Linked DNA regions of Arachis hypogaea: region 2 is linked to region 1. A link is a contact called in public Hi-C data. All regions are on one chromosome and are shown on one strand. Each heading gives the region's core, a stretch centred on a gene start, on an enhancer-like site or on the middle of the called end of the contact. The rest is flanking DNA. Distances are from core to core; before and after follow the strand shown. Region 1 holds the start of LOC112786703 (protein IQ-DOMAIN 13). Region 2 holds the start of LOC112784075.

The links. A called contact is a pair of places that touch in the nucleus more often than the background predicts.
Region 2: a contact with region 1 is called in a Hi-C map of leaf, with 2.6 times the contacts expected there. The contact joins the promoter of LOC112784075 here to the promoter of LOC112786703 in region 1. A contact is called at or near these places in 2 of 8 Hi-C or Micro-C datasets (both in leaf).

Annotation. Positions count from the first base shown.
Region 1 is chr20:42,541,753-42,547,477 of arahy.Tifrunner.gnm2.J5K5, forward strand. It overlaps LOC112786703 (protein IQ-DOMAIN 13), which reads right to left and starts at 2,651. Exons shown (of 8, transcript XM_025830074.3): 1 at 2,024-2,651; 2 at 1,148-1,194; 3 at 906-1,006; 4 at 1-364. The coding sequence starts at 983.
Region 2 is chr20:42,845,120-42,850,464 of arahy.Tifrunner.gnm2.J5K5, forward strand. It overlaps LOC112784075, which reads left to right and starts at 1,532. Exons shown (of 4, transcript XM_025827187.2): 1 at 1,532-1,953; 2 at 2,080-2,138; 3 at 2,921-3,102; 4 at 3,630-4,022. The coding sequence starts at 1,695. The coding sequence ends at 3,702. It overlaps LOC112784036 (BAG-associated GRAM protein 1), which reads left to right. Exons shown (of 18, transcript XM_025827124.3): 17 at 241-302; 18 at 416-741. The coding sequence ends at 532.

The DNA.
Region 1 (5,725 bases), core at 1,401-3,900:
TTAAAGTTGGTTCCGGTCTATAGCCAACCTCCTTGTGGTGATGAACAACCCTGGAAGAAGTAGCTTTGGGAGAGGTAGCACGCGGAGAAGGAGCCTTCGGAGACGCAGCTCTTGGAGATGGAGCCCTCGGAGAAGGAGCCCTTGGAGAAGCAGCTCTAGGAGGGACAACAGGGGCTGGTTTTGGTTGCTCGAGAGGCGTTGGAGGCCTTACAGATAGTAATTGTTGCTCTCTTTCAAAGTCGCCAAAGATTTTCTCAATGCTGCTTGGCTCTCTGAAGAGGGGGATGAATGAATTGGTCTCTCCATGCCTTAGTTTTCCTAGGCCTTTCTTCTTCTTATCTTTCGAGCTTTTGTTCTCCGAATCCTGTTATATTGGCAAGGTTATCAAACTCGAAAGTTCACCAAATCTCGGAGCTTAGATAAACTTCAATCGTATGACACAACTCGCGAAGATGTTAATAATCTTGCATGTTGTAAAAAGAGCTTGTTGCAAATTTTGAAGAGTGAAGACAGAGTTCTATGATGATTGGTTTCAAACAAAATAAACATTAGTTTGCAGATTTTGCTTCCTTTCCATATAGAAAATGAGCACAAAAACATTAGTATTCTATCTTCTACATTTCAAATTTTCTATTACTGATTATGAAACAACTTAATTGGCATCTATCAGATCCTTTTAGTTTATGACTTTATACAACATAATTATATTCATCTACATTCTTATAGACCAGAATCCCAAAATTTCGTAATATTAGAAATGATTAAGTATTTTAATACTACTACAAGTCTCTATCAGTAACAAGAAAACCAAACCTAACAACAACAAAAAGAAAAATCAAGAACATGCCAAATAGGATCAAGATTTTCCACATCATAAATAAATAAATATAAATAAAATCAATTACATTAGGTACTTGCTTCTCCTTGGAGTGGTGTGTGAAAACCCTCTTTATTGCAGAAAACCAACTACCCTTCTTTCCCATATCAGTAGCATTAGTATCTTTTCCTGTAAAGAGTTTATGATTTTAGCAAACTCCAAATATAACATGAATCCAGTGTTGTAAGATCAAGATCACATTCATGTTTATACAATCTTGGATTCTTTTAGAAAAAAAAAATAATAAATAAATATCTAATAAACACTCACCAGAATGATGACCAGAAAAGAGGCAGCATGTCTACTTAATTTTGAAGCTGTTGAGGCCAAAAAATAATTCATATAAATAATTAAAAAAATATTTAAATAAAAAAAGAAATGAAATTTATTAAGAATGCTCCACTCAAATTTAATCCATTAATTTTGTTACTAGTAATGGCAAGAACATCAAATTAAGGGTTACATAACATGATCAATCAAAGAGACACAGAAAGAGTATGAAGTATAATTTTTAAGGTGAGCACAAAGTATAAACTGAAAATTTTCAAAGAAACCTTATGGACAAGTTAAAATTATCAATATAAAACGCCAGAAAATTAAGAAAAATGAGGGTAAAAAGAAAACGAGATGAATTTTCGTTCTACAAACAAAGTTAAAATGAGAAGAAAGAAAATCTTACATGATCCTGTCAACTAAAATTAGACACTAGAGACCAATTCAGGAACATGTCGGAGAGAAATATCAATTTTTAAGTTTTGTGACTGTTAAAAAAAATTAAAAAAATAAACAGAGAGAGAGAGAGAGAGAGAGAGAGAATAGTAATACTCTCAACAAAATAATAATAATAATAATAATTTTCTTCTTCTTCTTCTGATTCTGACAAGCTCCAGAGTTGAGAAATGGAGTTAAAGGATCCCGAGGTGAAGGGTTGAGTTTATGATTTTGAGGAGAGAAGAATTGGGAAGCAAAGAAAAGGGAGTAGTAAGAACTAAGAAGAAAGAACAATAATTCAGACATGTCCCATGTTCATAATTAACGCCCATAACCTTAGCAATTTACAAAATTAACCACAACCCAAAAGGTGAAATCTCAAAAAGATTCCAACTTCCAACACATCAAACACACAGATCATAATTCATTAAGTACCTTATTAGTTGGCAGTACCCTCAAACTGTTGCCAAAAAACAAAAAAAAAAGTGTGCTGTGTCTGTGTGTACAGAATGAGATAGAATGAAGCTTGCAAAGTAGAGAAAATAAAACTCTCTCTCTCTCTCTCTCTTTTTACTTTAGCCTGCTGCTTCTTTCCAGCACCACATGATGATTCTTAATTCTTCTCTTCTAGCTGGATTTCTTCAAAAGATTAAATCTTTCTCTCTTGGGTTGGCTTGGAATCTAATTCCCTTTGTGCTTGTAATGAAGCAAGCTTAAAATTTTTCTTTTCTTTTCTTTTTTTCCTCCGTTCTAGTAGCTATAGCCACCTTTCATTCACCTTTTGTGTGTGGGATATATCATATATAATAAACTTTTTTTTTCTCTGTTTGATTTATATATTTTTTACTTTCCTATAGTTTTCATAATGATGATGATGATGAGAGAAAAAGAAGAGGAGGAAAAAAAAAGGTGGCTGTAATAAGTTGGCCACTTTGTCACTCAATGTGGACAAGTTCAACTAACTTTACTTCAATGGGAAGGCTACGTGTACACCAACAAAGGGAATTACTTGCATTATTACATTGCATTACATACCCACTTATTATTAAAAACGGTTGAGTTTGGTGTCTTCTTCCTTATTTTACTTCTTCCTTATATTAATAATTCTATTCATTACAACTCTCATTATTGTTACTACCGTATCAACATTATTTTCCTACATTGTTACTCTTGTAACATTTATTTTTAGAAAATTTAGGTGGTTTCAATACTAATTAGTATATCTAAGTTATGATATACCTTTTAGATTTTTTTGTTTTTTTTATGACCGATTCAAAATAGAAAACACATAAATATTAACCCTAAAAATGTTACTTACATACAAAAAATTAATCACTAAAAAATATATATTTTATTTAATTCATTTTTAATATATATTTTATATTATAATATATATTCTATATAAATAACTGATTTGATAACTAATTTTTTATATTAAGTTAGCAATATTAAAAAAGTGTTAGATAATTGAGACAAAAATGTGAAACTACAATTTTTGCCTGGCTTCTTACTGTTTATATATTTATGAGGAATGCTAGGGGTCAACAATTTTTATGATTTGTAGCCATCAAATAGCCATCAATAATGGTTTTAATGGTGTGAGATTGGTGTGAATTTTTATCCAATGACTTACTTTTTTTTTGTTGGTTACATAACCAGAATTTAACAAAGTTGTTGCCCCCTAAACTTTTCTTATATTTATATATGTTTTTAAATACAATTACAGAGAATGAGAGAAATACAAACATGTTAGAAGAAAGAAACATATATGTATAGTTTACTTAAGTATACAAAGTATCTTTGTTCTTAAATAAATTGTCTAATTTTTTATTTATTGAAATGTTTAAAAACTTAAACACACAAATCAGAAGATAATATTTTCATCATATTTTTGTTTTGATATATTTGAATTCTTTTTTTGTGGAACTAGTTAACTAAACTCAGCTTATGTATGATAACTTTGAGATCTGAGTTCTTCTGACCCCAAAAAAACAGAGGAAGAAAAAAGATTGAGGGGTAAATAAAAATAATAAGAAGAAAAGAAAAATAATTATCAAAAAAAAAAAGAAGAAAAGAAAAATAGATATTTATATTTATGAGAGTGGCATGTAGCTTGGTGAGAGCGGAATCCCGGTTACACCCCTACGCTCCATCAAAGGCGGTGTGAACACGCGCTTCATGGTGCCATTTCTTTTGGGAATAAAATTTTCTAAACTAAACAAATTATTTTTTTTTAATATTTTGGAATTAAGATAATAAAATATATATTTTATTAAAATTATAAATTTAATAATAATTTATTTTTTATTTTATCATTTTATTAATTTTTTTATTTTAGAGAATCTAAATTTCTAAATTCTCTTTTTAGCCACTATTTATCTACTTTTTCAGGTTTTTGCACCTACTTCTATGCCCCTCTGTTGGGGTACTTCTGCTTCTGGAAACACTTTTTGTATATTAATAATTTGTGATTATTAAAAAAAATATATGAATATGATTATGATAGTCAAAGATTATTGGATAATTAATTAAATATTTTAATATAATAAGTATTAATATTTTAATTATTATTTTTATATGAAAATATAAATTGAGAAAAAAGGGGATTTTTGAACTTTGCATCCCATCAAAAGTACTGAAAGTTTCTATCTTGTCACGTATTGTTACTTGATTTTGATTTGTAACATTCCCTTAAAATTGATAGTGTCATGATTCATGAATAAGGAATAAAAATAAAATAAAAATACTAATGGTGATTACTTGCAAAGAAAAACTTCGTTATGGGCTGTAAGTGGATATTTATGAAACCCCATCACTTTATTTGCTTTCATGAAAGTCTTATGTCTTTCTTCTTTTTAATAATATAATTCAATTTTTTGGTTTTATCGTTTTTTTTTTTTTTTTTGGTTATCGATTCAACGTAAGTTTGACTTTTTTTTTTAATAATAAAAAGTAGATAATTAACCCGCTTAACTTCTTGTTTTTCCAGATATTCTAATCTCAGATAAATTCTTAAGAATACTAGAGGGCCAAATGTGTAGTGTTGATAATTTAGGTTCAGTTTTATAAAGCTTTTTGAAAATATATTTATATTTTTTAAAGTTGAAAAGTTTAATATAATATTATATATTAATTAATTTTTATATTTATTTTTACTTTTTAATATTATATATATTAATGTTATTTTAAATGTTTAAAACAATTTTACCAAATATGAATTTTGTCTTTTGTATTTATTGAAATTATTTTTATTTTTATTTTTATTTACCAACTATAGGTGCCATAATCTTTAAAAAATATCTTTAAAATACTAACTTTAATAAACTATTTATGAAAAGTCAAAAATTTACCTAACCAGACCTTAATCATAAAAAAATGTTTCATATTCATTTCTTTTAGGTACTAAATTGTTAACGCTATAATCTTTTTAGAGACTAAATCAATTATCTACCTTTACCCTAATCATAATTAATAAAAGAATTACTTTTCAGAATATTATCAACAAAAAAAAAATTTATTTCTACCATACAATAAATCTCCTCTTTTTTTATACTTGGAAAAAAATTGAGCACACAGCATATGTGAAGATTAATATTTTAGTAAGACTGTAATACCCAAACATTTCTCTTAATGTTAATTATTCCAAATTAACAAAGATTCAATCACCATGTTTTTACCTTTTGAGAAAGTCTTGGATTAGTCCTAAGTCAAAAAAATAAAATCAGACACGGCAAAGACCCTCTTTTGGTTTGAGCTGAGGCAGGGTTGGTAAGAATCCAAAAGCACCGTGTGGAAAAGCAAACCATGAAAATAGGTCCACCATTTTCTTATTCTTATATATGGCACCGTGAAATGGTTCATATAATATTTAATTAAGAAAAATATTAGAGATAACAATAGCAACAGCAAAACTTTATCCTACTAAATAAGATCAGCTACATAAATAATTAAATCACACTATTAAATCTTATTATATATTATATCTGTAGTAAAACTATTTACAAGGACTAATACTTTTAAATTTTAATAGAAAATAGAGAATTGGTTAATGTTGATTTAAATATAAAACAAAAATAAAATAAAAATTGTTAATTATCTAAATTTTTTCTTTAATTAATTTAAATTATTAAAGGAAAA
Region 2 (5,345 bases), core at 282-2,781, 300 kb after region 1:
AAATGAGCCCTTTTTTTCATATTTTACATTTGGTTATATGGGGCATTTAGTTTATTGCTTTTAGGTATGGAGACCCTTTTGTAAAACCTACGATCCCTGAGTGATAGACATGTAACTGCATCCAGAAGAGATTTCTGGATACTTTAGTTGTATCTTACCTTGAGGGGACCAAAATGAAAGGCATTGGCATTTTTTTGAACCTTTATGTTCAGGACTAATTATAAGCAATTTTTTCTGCAGGTGCACATTTTAAGAAATGGTGTGTGATGCAATCGAAAATAAAGTCAGGGGCAGTCAATGAGGTTGGTTGATTCTTTGATCGATTAACAATCTGATTCAGTAGTTCCTTCAAATCTTAGGTAGTAAGTAGTAACAGTTTTAAATTAACCTATAAAATGGTGGTTCATCCATGTAGTACAAGAAAGAAGTTGAAGTGATGTTGGAGGTTGCTCGTTCGTACATAAAGCCGCATACTACTGATGATGAGACTGATATGGCATCTTTGCCTCCTGCGGTGGCACTGGAAAACTAAGATTTCCAGCGACATCAGATTAGGATTTTATTTATTTGTGTAATAATATTGTAAAGATTTTTTGTTAGTCATTCTTTTAATACGCAGATCTAATATAATATGTAGAGGCAACGTCTTGATAACTTTCAGCTTGTTCTTACCCGGGATTCTAGTGTTAAATCTTTGTTCTTTAACACCCACACGGAAAATGAAAATCATTTTGTTTACAACTGTTGGAATAGAAAAAAAGTTACTTCCCTTGCAAAACTTGGGTTGTCTTTGCGCCAAATATTGGTAACATTATTTATTCAACTATTTTATTACATACAATTACTAGCCACTATCTAAAACTTATTCATCAAAAAACGAATATTCTCTCATTGGCTTTCCTTGTCAAATCTAGAAACAGACTAATGCCCAAGCTATACGATCCAAGTTTGAGGAAAATGCTAGATAATGAGAATATTTGTTAATTTATTCTAAAAAATTGTCTATAAAAAAAATCATTCATATATTTGTTTGAAATTTTAAAATTTAATTCATAAAAATAATTATTCTCAGGAAAAAATAGTTATCCGAATTTTGAAATTCTTATTTCCATTACAGAAAACGAATATTTGATATGTATATCCAATATTAAAAACAGTTTATGTATATCCAATTACTTAACGTCAACAAAAATAATTACATTTTATATTGATCACGTAAATGATTATATAAAAGAACGAATATAATTAGAAAACTATATAAAATATTTTATACTGTCAATACATCAAAATTAAAATCAAAATTAAATTCTAAATATTAGCATGTAAAATTACTATATTAATTGTCAAATATTTTTTTCTTTTAATGAATAAATATGTTTGTAACTTATTCTTGTGAATATTAAAAACAATTCATAACCATTTATATACTAAATAAACATTTTTTAATATCCGGATATAACACTTTTGAGAATATAATTTTTTGAAATATATTTTTTAACCTTTAAATTATATACAAATTAACTCCATAACTGTTTTTCTTTCTTTCTTTTTTAAATAATGTTTTTTCCGGGGTCAAAGAGACTCCTTTCTTATTTTTCTTTTTCTGGTCTTGACAAGACTCCTCTTCTCTTTTGAGTATGATCCAATTAAAGCACAAAAGACGAGAACCTTAGCGTGACAATAAGGCCCATTGAATGAGTCCAGCCCTCTCATATTTCTTCAGCTCGTTGGATCTCGCACACAGAGGGAGAGAGAGACTGAGAGAGATGAAGAGGAGATGGCTGAGTAGCTACGGCGTTGCGGCGGCGGTGGTGGTTGTGGTCTTGTTGGCCGCCTTGAGTATCGGTACATCAGCGGAGCAACTGAGCACAAGAGAATGCGAGAATCTTGGATTCTCCGGTCTCGCTCTGTGCTCCGATTGCAAGACTTTCTCCGAGTACGTCAAAGACAAAGGTAATCTCCATTCTTCAATTTCCGATCTCAATTTTCCTTTTTCTTTTTAATTTTCGATCTCGTGCTTTATTTATTTATTTTTGGTTAGTTCCATATTTTGAATTGAGCTCAGAATTCCGGTTGCAGAGCTGGTATCGGATTGTTACAAGTGTTGCACGGAAGATTCCAATGATGCCACTGCCAAGGTATATAGATAATTATATATAGTTAGGAAACGATGATTTCACAATTAATCACTAATACTTATATTATGATAACTGCAATTACCATTTACTAATTACTCTTAGTTACAAATAGAAAGAAACTAGTATACTTCATGTGCACTATTATTGATGCAAATTATATTACTTCATGTGTATTATTATTGTTGAATAATATCTTGTGGTCTCACCAAATTGCATTTGAGGAACTAGTGTAGTGCTGGATTTTGTTTAAAGATACACTATGCTGTACTTTTCTCCCTTTCAAGGTCGAGAATTTATCAACTTTAGGAAAATAAAAGGAAAATACTGAGACATTTGGTGACACAAACTTGTTTGATGAAGGAGACAAGTACAGAGTTAGGCAAATTATCTCTATTTGCATGTGTGCATGTGTCCGTAGTTACCGAACGGGGCCTTAGAGTGTTTTGGTTTGTAGATGGTAAGTCATAATTTGATTCAAGGGGAAAGCAACTTTTCTTTATTTCTTGTCCAAATCAAACCATGGTTTGAGTTAAATTGTAAAATAAAAGAGTTGAAATTCAGTTTGCATCCTTCAAACTATGGTTTGGAATCTTCCAACACCATATACACACACACTAAGTTCAAGTGAAATTGGAAGGTGAGTGATACTATTTTAATTTTCAGTTTGCCTTAACCGGCATCAGAGTTTTGGCTTTTGAAGTAATAATGAAAATCCTGGATCCTTCATGAGAGTGCTATGCATGCAAAAAATAGTACTAATGGTTGTTTATTGTTTTCTTTAGGTTGCATACTCTGGAGCCATTTTGGAAGTTTGCATGAGGAAGCTTGTTTTCTATCCTGAAGTTGTTGGCTTCATTGAAGAGGAGAAGGATAAATTTCCAACCGTCAAAGTTCAATATGTTTTTAATTCCCCACCAAAGCTAATCATGCTGGATCATGCAGGTGATCAGAAAGAAACAATCAGGTATGACTTCTTTAATTAAATTAAATTATAGTTTTAACTTCTTGCTTCATCCATGATAGACTTTGATTCGGTTACCACATCTAGTAGGATAATGTCCTGACTTCTGATCTTCTTGTCGGAGCATCTTGCTATCAGAACTTTGGTTTTTTAGGATCGATTAAAATGCAGTGACTTCCCATAGATCATAGATGTCTGTGTTTTAGATGCTGTGAATACTAAAAGACCTGACATAGTTTTGATAAACAATTGTTGTGTAATGTACTGATAACCTCCATTACAATACTTATGGAATTGATCGGTAACATTAACAAATACCAAAGCTTTTTTATGTGTAAATGAATAGTTTAATTGTGTGGGAAAAGCTCTTTCCATTGAAATAAAAGAATCTACTAGTTAGGGGGAAGGTTTTAGTTCTCTTTAACAATGAACCCTGCCAACAAAATGATGCCTTTCTTGCGTGCTAGGATTTAAAGGTAAAACATGGTGTTTTAGCTTGTTTCTGATTGAATATCTCTTCCCCGTTGCAGAATCGATAATTGGAAACGCGATCATATACTGCAGTTCATGCGAGAGAAGGTGAAGCCTGTGGCGGCTAATTGAGAAGCTATTACCCGTTATCAGCTACGCCACGTTCTTCATTTTAATTCTCATTATGTATGTCTTAACTCTGTTCAAAATTTGACCAAAAACAGAGTGAGAGTATATATGGTAATCACTTGGGCAAATCAATTAAACCTTTGGCAAGTGACCTGAATGACCTAAGACAATTGATAGCATATTTAAACATATTTTTTCAACTTTAGTCTTGTAGTATTTCGTTGGTGAAAAGTTTGTCTCGTTACTTGTTACTGTCGTGGTGTGTGTACAACTATTATGAATAATAATAATAATAGTAATAATAGAAAGATTTAATTACTCTATTGGTCTCTGGAGTTTTGCAAAATTTTTAATTAGGTTCTTATATTTTTTTTTTCCTTTTAATTGAGTCATTGTACCATTTTTTTTTAATTGGGTTCTTATACTTTTTTTTTTCCTTTTATTTGGGTCTCTGCACTAATTTTTTTTTTTTTAGTTGGGTCTCTATATAATTAAACCAATTATTGTCAAGTGGAACCTAATTCGTGCAAGAACTAAATTAAAAGGAAAAAAAGTATAGGAATCTAATTGAAAATTTTGCAAAATTATAGGGTCAACAGAGTAATTAAACCTAATAATAATAATAATATCATCATTATTAATTCATGCTATCAAGGTTTCATGCTTGATAAAATGGTTGAGACCTTCTTTACTAATTATGTTATCCTTTATAGTTTATACACTCTTTATTAAGCAAAGAGTATTGAATTTTTTGTTAATTAAATAAATTTTAGTTTTTTATTTATTATATTTTATATGCTTATATTTAAAGTTTACGGTGTTTGATTTTTCGCCTTTTTTTTAAACCTTTAATTACTAGTTAATTTTCAGAAAGCTCACCTATCTTTCTACAATAGGTCTTTCTTTAAGTTTGGAAGCGCAAAAAAAAAATGATTATTAGCATATAGACTTGTTTCGGAGTTTACCTAGAACCGGATGATTGGGCTCGAATGGAATGCCCAAACGTTGAAGGAAGGTGGCCTCCAACTTGTTCCTGTCTGGGAGCCACCGTCCGAGTTGTGTGCTTTGAAGAAAAAGGAGGGGTGGTGGTACCTGCGAAGACACTCTGATGTCTAAGTCAGCAAGAGGTTAAGTAGGTTCAGAATATTGGAACTTAAGTTTACCTGAGGGTGTCAGTGTATTTATAGGGAAGGAACCAATAATCACCGCTGAATTAGTTCCACTTCTAATAGTGGATAACCGCCCCTTTATCTTAGGGTTGTTGGGATCTCTCTTCTAAAAGTGGGTGAGAGATTTAAGAGGCAGTTATTCACTTAGATAAGTGATGACTGCTTGCTGGTGTCGACCCCAACTTCTTAGTGGAGGTCGGATAGTCAGTGAAGGCCAACCTTTTGGATTGGGCCTCTTGCCTTGATTAGGCCTGGCTTATGTTTTGGGGTAGGGTATGAACAGTGCCCCTACTCGAGTCCGATCTCTTAGTTACGAGTTGGATTCGAGTATTAATTGAGCTCGGGGACGCTTAAGTCGGTATTTTCGTTCAAGTCGGAAAACTGACGTGCTTTTAATTTTGAAACCGACGTGATTTTGAATTTTTCAATCGTCGCATCTAATCAAACGTCGCGTCCGTTTGGTTTTTGCATTTACAC